Regions from separate parts of the Pan troglodytes genome. Here region 1 is linked to region 2. Evidence: chromatin contacts called from public HiChIP or PLAC-seq data. All regions are on one chromosome and are shown on one strand. The core of a region is the stretch at or near the end of the contact, and the rest is flanking DNA. Distances in the headings are between cores, read along the strand shown.

Region 1 (6,772 bases), core at 1,540-4,039, 370 kb after region 2:
GGCGCCTGCCACCATGCCTGGCTAATTTTTTGTGTTTTTAGCAGAGACAGGGTTTCACCATGTTAGCCAGGATGGTCTCGATCTCATGACCTCGTGATCCACCCGCCTTGGCCTCCCAAAGTTGCTCTATTTTACCTACCATACATTGTCCTCTCAGATTAAAATAATAGTACCTTCAGTTAATAATACCTTGCATTTAGGAAGTTGCTTTCCTCCCATCAGCTCAAAGCCCTCTACAAACATGACCTCATTCATTCTCCCAGGAGTGGGACAGTCCTAGGTTTCCCAGCTACTCATCTCCAACCGGATTCTCAGAAGCCAAAATATGGATTAAGCACTTCCATGTGTCAGGACCACAAATCACGGGCTCTGTTGCTCTCCTTCCTTCTTCCTGAGTGACCTTAGGCCCACAGAAGATAACTAGAACCTGAGTCTCTCTGGCTTGGGGGCCTTGCCCTCCATGCCCTGCCCAGGTGCCCACAGCTGGGCCCTGCAATTGTTAAACATTACATAAACTGGATAAACTGCCTTGATTTCCAGGAAATAACAGGTTTGGCAACTTTGGACTCTTGCTTTCCTTGGGAACTTACTTCTGAATTAAGACCTACAGGCTCATAGGGGACATTCCACTACAGCCAGAAATGTCTCTCCCCAGGGTAGACCCTCCTACTCACGGCCCTGGCATGTTTGACACCCGCATGTACTTGTGAAAACCTGGAGCCCCACAGTGACAGTACTTCCTTCTTCTGGGCTGCTTGCGGCCTGAGCTCCCTGGCAATGTATGCTGCTGGCTGCTCACTTTTGTTTTCAACTTGCAATTACTGGACGGGAAGGCTGCAAGCTGTACTGGAGTCTCCAGCCACACGCCAGGTCCCAGCCCACGTGTACTTCAGGGCCATTCCCAGGAAAAAGCTGACTCCTACTCCTTCAAAACAAACAAATAAACAAAAAACGAACCAAATGGAATGAGCTCATGATAGTACCTGAATTTGTTTTTCATCAGTACAGAAACATTAACCTTAATTGTAATCTTCTTCTTGTTTGTAAACTTTAAAAATACATACTGTCAAGTTTTCTTAGATAGGGAGTTAAATCCAATTTAGGCAAAGTCAAGATAGAACCACGACGTGCTTTCTTATTATAAGCCTCCTTCTGTTCTGCAGACCTTTAACTGGTTAAAATACACTTTGTAATTAGTAGTTCAGATAAAAACTCACAAAGTTCTCCGGAAACAGAAATTCTAACAGTGAATCCCTAACAATATTTATCTTCCCAATCTCTTCTGCCCCTTCCCCAATCTGCTTAAACTCCTAGTTCTTTTCCTACCCCAACAATTCTCAAACACAGCCCTGAAGATCAAACCCTAATCCAGAAGATGGAAGCTCAGCACATACAAACAAATCTGGGGCCAGGCATGGTGGCTCACACCCGTAATCCCTGTGCTTTGGGAGGCTGAGGCAGGAGGATCACTTTAGTCCAGGAGTTCAAGACCAGCCTGGGCAACAATAGTGATATCTCATCTCTACTAAAAATTCAAAAATTAGTCAGGCATGGTGGTGTGTGCCTGTAGTCCCAGCTACTCGAGAGGCTGAGGCAAGAGGATTGCTCGAAGTTACAGTGAGCCATGATCATGTCACTCTAGCCCTATCTAACAACCACCACCACCAAATTTTGGACTTTAAAGGGCTACCACTGAGAAACAGTATCTCTGTAGAAACACTCACTGTTTGTTATTGTTTGTTTTTATTTGGTAGAGATGGAGTCTGTGCTATGTTGCCCAAGCTGGTGTTGAACTCCTGGCCTCAATTATCCTCCTGTCTCGGCCTCCCAAAGTGCTGGGATTATAGGTGTAAGCCATCCCAACCCCAGACTCCACCCCTACTGCCACCCGTTGTTTTTTTAAAAGATGGTAGAAATTAAAGCTTCATCTTAGCTTTCGTGACAAGCAAGAGAAAAAAAAAAGAAAATTAAAGCTTCAGTTAGGTCAACCGATTTAACAAGAAAAAATTCTTGACTTGGCATTTTGGCTACTGAGAAAGTCTCACTTTTTTCCTTGCATATTTCCTTGCATATCGTATTTATTGTACGTAAGTCTTGGCTTCCATCTTCAGAGAGCAAAGTCTTTGGTCTAAAAACTGAGAAAATACTGCTCGATCCTTGCGGTGGGTAGTGATTAGAAGAGGGCAGGACGCGGGTTCCTAGGGTGCAAGTAACGTTCTGTTAATTGATCTGGGTGTTCACTTGGTGAAAAGTCTGGGAGCTGTACCTGCGACATCGCACTTTCCTAATGTACGTTATATTTCAATACAAGATTTTTTTTAATTGGACTGCTTGAAAGTTATTTTTAAAAATTACATGCTTTTGAGACTTGAGCAGCTGCAAAGGCTCTGTTTTCTATTTTGATCATTCTGTTTCTCGAGATGACCACATCTTTCAGAGGAAATGAGTCAAAGCCACTCTGTCTTGCTTTTCCAGCTGAGCATGTTCTGTTTCAATGAAGTAATGAATGAACTTGGCCGCACCACCCCCAAGCCTACAACAGCAAACAGAGGGCCCTCGGCCAATCAGCAGGCACTCCGGGTTTTCAAGTTGAGTTCAAACAGGACCACCGGAGGCCAATCAGAGTGCGCGGCCCCGCCCCGAACGCCCGGCCGTGACCAACCACGAGGCCGGATGAGCCAAAACACAGCGGCCGGCCAATGCTGGGGAGCCCCACGGCGCCGAGCTCCGCCAATGGGCGCGGCCGGGCGAAAAGAGAAGCAGTGAGGGCCCCACAGGCCGCAGGATTCGAATCGAACGTCCTTACGGGAGCCGGGCGCTGGCGGAGCGGCGCCCCGGCCAATCAGCGGCGGTCCCCGAACGTTGGGCCGGCCCAGCCCCGCCCCGCGCTGTTGTTTGTGGTGTCGGCCGGGCCGCGGGAGTCGAACCACAACATTCGCCGGGCGGGCGGCGGCGGAGCGGCGGCAGCAGCGGTGAGCGCGAGCCCCGGAGCCCCGGGCGGCCGGCCTCCCGCGCCCGCGCAGCCCCGCGTCTGCGTCCGGCCGGAGACGCCGGGCACCGCGCCGCGCCATGTCGGTGAACATGGACGAGCTGCGGCACCAAGTCATGATCAACCAGTTCGTGCTGGCCGCGGGCTGCGCGGCCGACCAGGCGAAGCAGCTGCTGCAGGCGGCCCACTGGCAGTTCGAGGTGCGAGCCTGGCCGCCGCGGGGCCGGGTCGCGGGGGTCTGGGACGCCGGGCGGCGGCGGGGGCGGGGAGCGCTCCTGTTGTCGGCCCAGAAGGCGATCGGCGCCCGCGAGCGGGTCTTACGCGGGACCGGGGCCGGGACCGGCTCCCCCCTGCACGTGGGGCAGCCGAGGGTCGGGGGCCGCGGGCCGGGCGCGGAGGCGGGGAGAGCCGGTGGGGGGCCCGGCCGCTGCGTTTCCTGACTCCGCCTGGCCCGCCGTGTCACTGCCCTGTTTGTCCGCAGACCGCGCTGAGCACGTTCTTCCAAGAAACCAACATTCCCAACAGCCACCACCACCACCAGATGGTAAGCGGCGGCGGGCAGGGGCGCGGGCCGGGGCCGCTGTCAGCGCGGCGGTGACAGCCATGTTGCCGGGGAGCGCCGCGCCGCGAATGTAAACAAAGAGCCAAAATGTCTTCCAGGAAAGAGCGGCTCCCGGGCCGGCGCTGGCGCCTCCAACTTTGAGGCCCGCCTCCCGGGCTGCTGCTGCTTGGCCTCGGGACTGGTGCCCGGCACTGGTCCCTGAGGGGAAGCGGCGCCAAAGTTGGGGGGAGGGGGAGAGGGCCGGGGGCCTGGCGAGGGGCTCAGGAGCTGGGGGACCCCAGAGCCAGGGGATGGGGAGGGGGCTCGGGTGATGCCCGGACGTCTGAGGCACTGGGAAGCCCGCGCGAAGGGCCCAGGGAGGGCGCTGGGGGTGCTTGTGTTTATGGGGACCCCCTCGTGCTGTTGAGTGGTTCCCCCCTCCCCCTCCACACACACACACACACCCAGCGCTACAGAGAACAGGAAAGGCATGAATCCACCCTGGCTCAGGAAGCCGGGCTCTACCCACCAAGATCTGTTCAACCTTCCGAAGCCCAAGGGGACTGGGAAGTTGGAAGGACATACATCCCCCAAGCCAGGAGGACACACAGATTTTGACCCAAGATAAGGCCAGGAATGTGTCTTTAATCTCTGTGTTGAGCTCCACCAGCCAGCACACAGAGAAGTGGTCCGGGGTCTGGATTTGCTTTCTTTTTCATTCTGGCCCAGGCCCAAGCTTTTGCCCTCCTGGCCATGGGGTACTCTGCTTTCTTGAGGCCCAGGACATCCCTGCTGTACCCTACCCCCCTAGTTACCTATTAGCCCTGCTGGGGGAGGAGGGGCAGGGCTCAGCGATAGGGATCTTAAAACATTGTTCCCCAGGAGAGCTGTTGTGGACTCTAGGTGCATTTTTGGGATTTTTAACACTTGGAGCCCTTGCCTTTGGCTCTCTGTTTTCATCTAGTCACAGAGGACAAGTAGAGGGGTCTGTCTTGACCTTTTTAGCTAGTTTTTCTCAGAATGGCTGATGCTGTATATAAATCAAGCCAAAATGGCATTTGAGTATGATGGGAGCATGGTGCTGGCCACAGGGCTCTTAGAAACCCAAGAGGGTTTCATCTCCAGGAGACACCGTCCCCTGCACTTGACCAGGAGAAATGGCCAGTGCCTGCCTATGCTTGAGTCTCGAAGCTTCCTGCCATCTCCTGTCAGAGGATCCTTGAGATTTCCTCCCACCAGCTGTGGCCATCCCAAAAAGCTCAGAACTTCCAGATACTACAGCCATTCTGAGGGGCTGAGAACAGGGAGGCTCCCCAGGAAGAGCTGGTCTGGCATCCTGTTTAGTTCCTATTGCCCCTCCTCTGCAAATCCCAAGGAGATGCTAAGTCTCTTTTGAAGCTTCCCTCAAGGAAGGCAGCAGGTTTTGTAACACACATAACCAGTGTCACACACATCAGTGCCCAAGTCTGAGTGCCTTAGCAGCACACATCAGTGCCCAAGCAACACACATCAGTGCCCAAGTCTGAGTGCCTTAGCAGCACAGTGGAGGACACCATCCCTGCTCTCAAAAAGTTCGTGGTTTCTTTTTTTTTTCTAATTTTATTTTTGAGAAAGGCCAGGGCAGGGGGAGTCTCTGTGTGGCCCAGGCTGGTCTTGAACTCCTGGCCTCAAGCTATCCTCCCGCCTCAGCCTCCCGAAGTGCTGGGATTATAGGTGTGAGCCACTGCACCCAGCTGGCAATTTCTTTTCTCTTTTTTTTTTTTTGAGACAGAGTTTCACTCTTATTGCCTAGGCGGAGTGCAATGGTGTGATCTTGGCTCACTGCAACCTTCACCTCCTGGGTTCAAACGATTCTCCTGCCTCATGGGATTACAGGCACGTGCCACCTGTAATCCCACACCTGGCTAATTTTGTATTTTTAGTAGAGACGGGGTTTCTCCATGTTGATCAGGCTGGTCTCGAGCTCCCAACCTCAGGTGGTCCGCCTGCCTCGGCCTCCCAAAGTTCAGGGATTACAGGCGTGAGCCACTGCACCCGGCCTGGCAATTTATTTTAGACAAAGTAAGTCAAAGGAAAAAGATCAAAAAACGAAACACTAGAGACCAGTAACGGCAAAATGGCAAAACCAGAAGTCATGAGTAACTGATAAATGGTTGTCCTGTACATTACTGTAGATTCCCATAGTTGGAAGCTTCCCAGTTGATAAGGAGGGCTTCCCAGTTGGAAGTGGAGAAAGGCACTACAGACTTGAAGTGGGAGGACAAGGGTACAGGGGACAATGGGTTTTCTTGAGAACTGGCCGAGGGGGCATATCTGGTTCAAAACCCTCATTTTACAAAAGCAGAGAGAAGCTCCAGAGAGGTTCAGGAACTTGCCCAAGCTCACACAGGCAGGCCACCACAGGCCTGCCAGCCATCATCCCTGCTGTTCTCTGGCGGCTGTTTGAGGAGACAGGCCTCGCTGGCTGGCGGGGAACTGGGGAAGTCGGTCACGATGCTGTGATGCAATTGGCCTCCACCCCCACCCTTCATTCATTGTTTCCTGCTGCCGAGAAGTCATCCCCAGAGGGTGGCGGTGGAGGGGGGGGGGGCAGGGAGTAGTGGAGGGAGGAGGGGAAAGGTCTGGGTGGGGCCAGGCCTCTGCATTGAGTCCTTTGGCCTCCCCCTGAGGACCCCTAGAAAGGCAAGGGTCAGAGCTCCCTTGGTGCCCTGGGTGCTGACATGGTGTGGGGCTCAATGGACAGGGTGTGCTAGTGTCCCCCTTCCATGTATGTTACACACCCCCTACACAACCTCCGGTTTCTAGCTGTGAAAGCTCCCTCTGGTTTTTTTTTTTTTTTGAGACGGAGTTTTGCTCTGCCACCCAGGCTGGAGTGCAGTGACACGATCTCAGCTCACTACAACCTCCACCTCCCGGGTTCAAGTGATTCTCCTGCCTCAACCTCCCAAGTAGCTGGGATTACAGACGCCCATCACCACACCCAGCTAATTTTTGTATTTTTTAATAGAGACAGGGTTTCACCATGTTGGTCAGGCTGGTCTCGAACTCCTAACCTCAGGTGATCCGCCTGCCTCGGCCTCCCAAAGTGCTGGGATTACAGACGTGAGCCACTGCGCCCTGCCAAAGCTCCCTCTTTCAAGGTGAAGAGCCCTCAAGTCTTGTTCCCCCAACTCCTGTGCCTGGGGGAGGGGCCAGTGTTGCTAAAATTAGGAGAAATTCAAAGAAGGACTCCTGTGGCTTCC
Region 2 (6,695 bases), core at 1,369-3,868:
CGTTCTCTTCCTGGCACCCCTGTCTCCAGGTGCCACACAGGGCTGCCGTTCCCCCGACCTTCCCCATCTCCCTGGGAGCTCCAGCTTGGAACCTTCTCTTCCTCCTAGCGCTAATGACTCCCAGCTCTCGACTTCCAGCTCCCCGCTCCTGAGCTTTGGAGCTCACAGCAAGCTCCGCCTCCCGGGTTCACGCCATTCTCCAGCCTCAGCCACCAGAGGAGCTGGAACTACAGGCGCCCGCCACCAGGCCCGGCTAATTTTTTGTATTTTTAGTAGAGACAGGGTTTCACCATGTTAGCCAGGATGGTCTCAATCTCCTGACCTCGTGATCCGCCGGCCTCCGCCTCCCAAAGTGCTGGGATTACAGGCGTGAGCCACTGCACCCGGTGGTGGCCAGGCTGCGGGGGGTCCGGGCCCCTCCTGCTCCTGGCGGCAGCACCCACTTGAGGAGGTGACCCTCACTCATGGTGCACAAGCTGCAAACACAACAGCCCTTGGTCTGGCAGAAGAGCTCCAGCAGCTGCCCGGGGCGGGGTCAGCGCGCGGCAGGGCCGGGGCCAGGGCTGGGGCCAGGGTCCCAGGTGCCACAGGCCCGTCCCCTGGTTTGTCCCACTGGCCACTGTGACCTCTATATGTCCAAGGCCAAACTCTGCCCTCCACCTACGCCTCTCAGGACATAGCACCCCAGCCACCCGCGTGCTCAAGACAGAAACCCAGGTGTCTCCCTTGCCGCCCTCTCTGCTGTCCCCCGTGTCCCCTCTGGCCTGCTTTCGCCTCCACAAGGTACCACTTCCCCTCAGCGTTTCTCATCTCCTCCTCCATCTTGGTCTCCCTTCCCTGATCCCCAGCTGGTTCTTTGCCTCCCTGCACTCCTGCCCTGGGCTCCTACCCGATTCGGGTCTTACATCCTGCCCCCTTCAGCCCCCAGCCAGGTGATCAGTCTCCATGAAGCCCAAATCTGATCATGTGCCAACCTGCTTCCAAGCCTATAATGGCCCCCATGACCCTAGAGTAAGAGCCAGACTCCCCCAGGACCCTGCCCGATCCTGCCCCTGCTGACCTCCAGGGCCTGGCCCACAGATCTCAGTGGCACAAATCTGCCACTAGGGACCCCGCGTGCCCAGTTCTTTCCCATCCCAGAGACGGGACCAGGCTGATTCCTCTGCCTAGAATGCTCTTCCCCAGGTCTTTCTCCTGGCTTGCGCTTCCTCAGTCCTCACATGCCAGCCTGAAGGCGGCCTCCCCTTCCTGCTCCTGGCCCGTTTAGCAGGGTCACCCCAACCCCTCTATCACGTGCCATGTGCTTTCCTCACTGCATTTTGTAATAATACATTCACGCCTTACTGGAACACTGACTTCTTAAGTGGATTCTAAGTCTCTTAAGGGCAGGGAGCTCGTCTGATCCATTTACCAACAGCCCCCATAGCCCCCTCGCCCCCCACAACCCCGCACAGCGAATGAAAGGAGGCTCTCGGAGCGCAGGAGACACCCGACGGTTCTCTAGCGCTTGGGCACGGAGCAGGGAGCTGCTGCCTCACGCCCAGGCTTTGTTCATCCAGAAGGCACCGAGCAGCTTCTGAGACCCACCCTGTGTCACTGGCCGGGCTGCATATCCCAGTCTGATGCACAGACCCACGATTTTTTGTTTGTTTATTTTCTGAGACGGAGTCTCGCTCTGTCGCCCAGACTGGAGTGCAGTGGCACGATCTCGGCTCACTGCAAGCTCCGCCTCCCGGGTTCACGCCATTCTCCTGCCTCAGCCTCCCCAGTAGATGGGACTACAGGCGCCCGCCACCACGCCCGGCTAATTTTTTGTATTTTTAGTAGAGACAGGGTTTCACCGTGTTAGCCAGGATGGTCTCGATCCCCTGACCTCGTGATCCGCCCGCCTCGGCCTCCCAAAGTGCTGGGATTACAGGCGTGAGCCACTGCGCCTGGCAGACCCAAGACTTTTATAATCAGCTCCCAGGTTGGGCGAAGCCCCTTACAGATGAGGCTCCCCGCCCCCGCCGGGTGCCTGAGAGAGCAGGGCGCGGCCCGCAGGAGTCACCCGGCGGTGGCCAGGCTGCGGCGGGTCCGGCCCCCTCCCGCTCCCGGCGGATGCGTCACCTCGCGCTGGAGGCGCTCGGCATCCAGCAGCGCCCGCTCGTGGAGGCGACACTCGCGCACGGTGCACACGCTGCACACACAGCGGCCCTCGGTCCGGCAGAAGAGCTCCAGCGGCTGCCCGTGGCGGGGGCAGCGCGCGGCAGGGTCGGGGCCGGGGTCGGGATCGGGGCCGGGATCCCGGGCGGGCCCGGCGCGCACCACCTCCAGCACGCCGCTGAGGGCCACGTTGCGGCGCAGCTCGGCGCCGTCGGGAAAGGGCTCCCGGCACTCGGGGCACGCCTTTCCGCAGCGGTCCCACCAGTCCCGGATGCAGGCCCCGCAGAAGTTGTGGCCGCAGGGCAGCGTCACTGGGTCCTGGTAGAGCCCCAGGCAGATGGCGCAGGTCAGCTTCTCCTCCAGTAGCTGCGCGGCCATGGCCCAGCGGCGGCGGGAGCCAGGCGGGCCCCGGGCGTCTTAAAGGGACCGCGGGCCTCGCGCGCTGAGGGCGCCTGGGCGTGGCTAACGCGGGGCGGGGCGAGATGCGGGCGGGGCGGGGCGAGATCCGCGCCCGGGAAGGCGGAGGGGGGCGGCAGGCCCTTCTCTGACACCCTCGACGAGCGACCGCCGCAGGGGCCTAGGCCACCCCTGCCCACCTCGGCCTGGCCCGCTCGAAGGTTCCGCGTTCCCGCCTTGCGCCCCTCCCTCCGTCTAGGGTCCACGCCACCCCGGCTGAGAGCTGAGTTCGGCTCTCTAGGGTCCCAGCCTGGCCGGTCCATCCCACCCCCCTGGGCCTTCAGCCCAGGTCCTGGAGACCAGAGGCTCGAAAACCCCGCCAGGACTCCGGGCTTCTGACCACGGGCCGCGCGGAACCTCTTCTGGACTCATCTGTCAATCGCCTAACAGCATAGACCCCCACCCCCAACAATCCCCCGGGGCTTGGCGATGAAACGGGCGGGCGGGCTCCCTGCAGACCCGAGCACTGCTGCACTTTTTCCTGGAGCTGGGTTTCGGACACTTGCCAGACTGGGGTGTCTCCCTTCTCTGGGCTACACGTAATTTTGGTTCTTTTAAAGTAAACAGCGAGATGGAAATGTCTGGTCACCAAGAGACAGGGACCAGTTAACTGGTATTTTTCAAATGGCCCTTGAATGAATACACAAACCAGCTTTCATCTGCAATCAGCATCCCCTCTTCCTGCTGCCCTCTGCTGGGGAGAGTTCCTTGCCTGGGGTCCAAGCTGATCTGCAGCCTCAGTATTTAGAGGCACTCCAGCATTTCCCCTGAAGCTGAGCAGGCAAGGCGGGTCTGGGGCCTAGCGCCCACCTCCCCGGCAGTGTGTATCAGGCCAGGGGGAACCCCAGGAGAGTACGGCCTTTCTAACCAAGCTGGGCTGATGTTGAGGCGGCACGAGCTCTCACTGCTGCAGCAAGCACTGCGTCCTCTGTGCGGCCATAGGCGAAGTTTCTTTCTGGACAAAGTGCACGGATCTACCCTCCACCTACTAGTTAGCCAGACTTCTGCTTTTGGTAAGGGAGAAACAAAACACCTAACCGTCCAGCCGCAAGACTCCATGGGTTTTCTGACCCTGAGCAGGTCTCTTGAGACACGCTATTGCCTACCTAATGTGGCTTCTCCTCCCAAGCATGGGGTGGGGGCTGGAGCCTGTGCAGAGGGTCAGTGCTCCGGCAGGCACTCTCTCTCCAGGGGCCGGTGGGACCCCCCTGGGGCACAGAGCCAGTGCTCAATAAATGCTCCTTCCTGAGCCCAGCTGCTCTGCTCCACTTTTTCGGGGAGCTGGGTTTCAGGAACCTGCTGGATTGGGATGTCTCCCTTCCCTGGGCCACACCTGTTTTTGGCCCACTGCCTGCTTTTGCTTCGGATCCCAGGGCCCCTGACACCCTCACAAGACGGAGGTGAGGACGCACTTAGTGGGGTGGGAGGCAGCCCGTTTCCCACCCATGAAGCTCCATCGGGGTCCTCTGGCCCTGGAGCACCGACCCAGGCCAGCTATGGCAGAAATCCCTTTTTTAAAAAAATACAGGTAGGGTCTCATTATACTGCCAGCTGGTCTTGAACTCCTGGGCTCAAGCGATCTTCCCTTCTCAGCCTCCCAGTGTTGGGATTACAGGTGTGAGCCACCAAGCCCGGCAAGAAATCATCTTTATTCACATTCCCCACCCCACCACCTGAGAGTCACTTTCACTCCAAGCCCTGGGCCTGATGGGAGGGGGCCAAAGAGGGGGGCTGCCTAAGGCAGGGCCCAGACCCCACGGTGTGGGCCTCTGGAGCTGTGTCTTCACTCTTGCTGCCGATCAATCCCATGCTCTGAAGTGCGCACACTCTGGCTCCTCAGTAGATGCCATAGGTGGGCTCATGACTGTCCCTGTACCGGTCCAGGTAGCGCAGGGGCTGCCGGTGGGGGAAGCGCTTCTGCTTGGGGTGGTAAGGGGGCGGCCGCACGAACTCAAACACCGGCTCCCGCATGTCTGCAAGAAGAGTGAGGGGCACAGGGGTGGTCTGCTGGCCTGCGCCCCCTCAGGCTGAGGCCTGCCCACCAGGGACCTGCCGCAGCCTTCCCCTAACAAAGCTTCTCCCTGGCAGGGCAGGCGAGGCCTGGGAGCTCAGGCCCACCCAGTGCCCCAGCCCCATGGCCCTTACCTAGAAGCTGGTGGAAGATGTAGGTGACGGAGTCATCCCAGCGGCACTGGAAGAAGGACAAGCCGGCTGGAGTCATGGCTTCTTGGTGTTTCTTGTAGAAATCAAAAGTGCGGAAGGTCCGCTGGGCCAGCTGATAGCTATGAGAAGATAGAGAGCGTATGAGAGTGGGGCAGCAGAGCCCCTCACCCCGCCACCCCAACAGGTAACCCTGAGAGGCCCCTGGGAGTCTGCTAGCACCCTATCCTGCTCTTCTGCCAGTCTCAAGGCCAAGGTCAAGAGAGAACTGAGCAAGAGTGACCGTTCCAGGGGAGGTGGCCTGAGGCCGGGTTATGTGTGGGTGGTGTAGATTACCAGGGTGAGGGGCGTGCGTCCTCGGAGAAGTCAATCAGCTGGTCCTGCTTGAAGAGCAGGAAGGCAAGACGGTGGATGCCGGAGCCTCGGGCAGGGAAGGGGGGGAGGTAGGGACACGTCACCTGTCCTTCAGCCACCCGGTTACCCGGGATGTTGGTTCTGGGAGGAGGAAAGTCCCCATTAATTACCACTCCAGGGAGGCAGCAGGAGTGTCCCATCAGCTCCATGCACACCCTAGAGGCCGACATGACTCCCTGGGAGGACAGCTCTAAGCGTCTCCTGGGACAGAGGAGGCAGCCAAGCTCTGTGAACACCGGGACATGCTGCAAATATGGGAAGCGGGCTGGAGGAGCTCCGAGTGGGGGACAGGGCTCCAGAGAGCGTCAGCTTGACAGCAAGGCCATGCAGCCGCTTCCAGGCCCCGGGAGCCGGGGGTCTGCCACAGTCACTGAGGTTAGAAAGCCAGGCCACTTTTGGCTGCTTTTCCCTCTGCGTCCTGAAGTCTCCAGGACCTCGTCAGGGAGTGTGTGCCCAGCCTGGCACAGGGGCGGCCAACACCTCAGGCACAACTCCCCGGAGGGTCCTGCCGCACAGGCTGGTAACTACAGTTGAATAAAAATGACAGAAACCAGCCTCCCAGTCACTGTCCCCAGTTAACCAGAAGGCTCAAAGTTGGGGTCACTGGCCTGACCTCTGCCCCCTGGCCTGGTGTTCAGAGCCAGAAGCTACCAAGATAGAAGGCAGCCCAGTCTGGGCCCAGGGAAGGAGCGCCCAGCGGTTCAAGGAGCACCTGGGAGACGCCACAGCTGCCAGACCTCTCCCGCTCCTTCTCCCACGTGACTGTCACAGTCCACCTCACGTTGAATAAGGCATGTGGTGCCATTAGCCCAGTTTTACAGGTGAAATGAGTTTAGAGAGATGAAGGGCCCAGGCATGGTGGCTCACGCTTGTAATCCTAGCACTTTGGGAGGCGGAGGCAGGCAGATCGCTTGAGCTCAGGAGACCAGCCTGGGCAACATGGTGAAACCCTGTCTCTATAAAAAAATACAAAAATTAGCTGGGTGTAGTGGTTTGCACCTGTAGTCCCAGCTACTCAGGAGACTGAGGTGGGAGGAGCACCTGAGCCCAGGAGTTAGCGGCTGCAATTAGCCATGATTGCACCACTGTACTCCAGCTTGGGGGACAGAGTGAGACCCTGTCTCAAAAAAAAAAAAAAAAGAAAAGATGAGGAGGCTTGTGGGGACTGACCGAGGCCTACTGCAAACTTTGTCTCCTGTAGCTGTCTTCAAGTAGACATGGGGATCCCAGGGCCCCTAACACCCTCAGGAGGCAGAGGCAGGAGGTGAATTCAAGGTCCCATGGGTAGTCCATGAAACTCAGGAGCAGCTCAGTCCAGGCTCCCAGGTCCTCTTCCCGCCGGGGCAGCACCCCCCTACCCCCGGTACTCCAGTACTCACAGCAGCCAGTGGAGGTACTCAGCATCTGGCTCCAGCAGGTGCCCATCTGCACAAAAACACACCTGCTGACCACGGCCCAGCCGACCACGGCCCTGCCACCCCCTCCCTTGTTAGGAGCCAGCGCTGGAGATCTCCACCTGG

Evidence for each region. HiChIP or PLAC-seq counts read pairs in DNA pulled down with a chosen protein or histone mark.
Region 1: a contact with region 2 is called in an H3K4me3 HiChIP or PLAC-seq map of stem cell-derived excitatory neurons, with 2.5 times the contacts expected there. The contact joins the promoter of UBALD2 here to the promoter of TRIM65 in region 2. A contact is called at or near these places in 2 of 7 Hi-C or Micro-C datasets (induced pluripotent stem cells and stem cell-derived neural progenitor cells) and 1 of 1 datasets of contacts at active chromatin or transcription factors (stem cell-derived excitatory neurons).

What each region holds. Positions count from the first base shown.
Region 1 is chr19:89,261,881-89,268,652 of NHGRI_mPanTro3-v2.0_pri, forward strand. It overlaps UBALD2 (UBA like domain containing 2), which reads left to right and starts at 2,790. Exons shown (of 3, transcript XM_001151089.8): 1 at 2,790-3,189; 2 at 3,471-3,533. The coding sequence starts at 3,070.
Region 2 is chr19:88,895,008-88,901,702 of NHGRI_mPanTro3-v2.0_pri, forward strand. It overlaps TRIM65 (tripartite motif containing 65), which reads right to left and starts at 2,619. Exons shown (of 6, transcript XM_016930911.3): 1 at 2,110-2,619. The coding sequence starts at 2,523. MRPL38 (mitochondrial ribosomal protein L38) reads right to left here. Exons shown (of 9, transcript NM_001280504.1): 6 at 6,555-6,600; 7 at 5,098-5,256; 8 at 4,747-4,883; 9 at 4,232-4,574. The coding sequence ends at 4,438.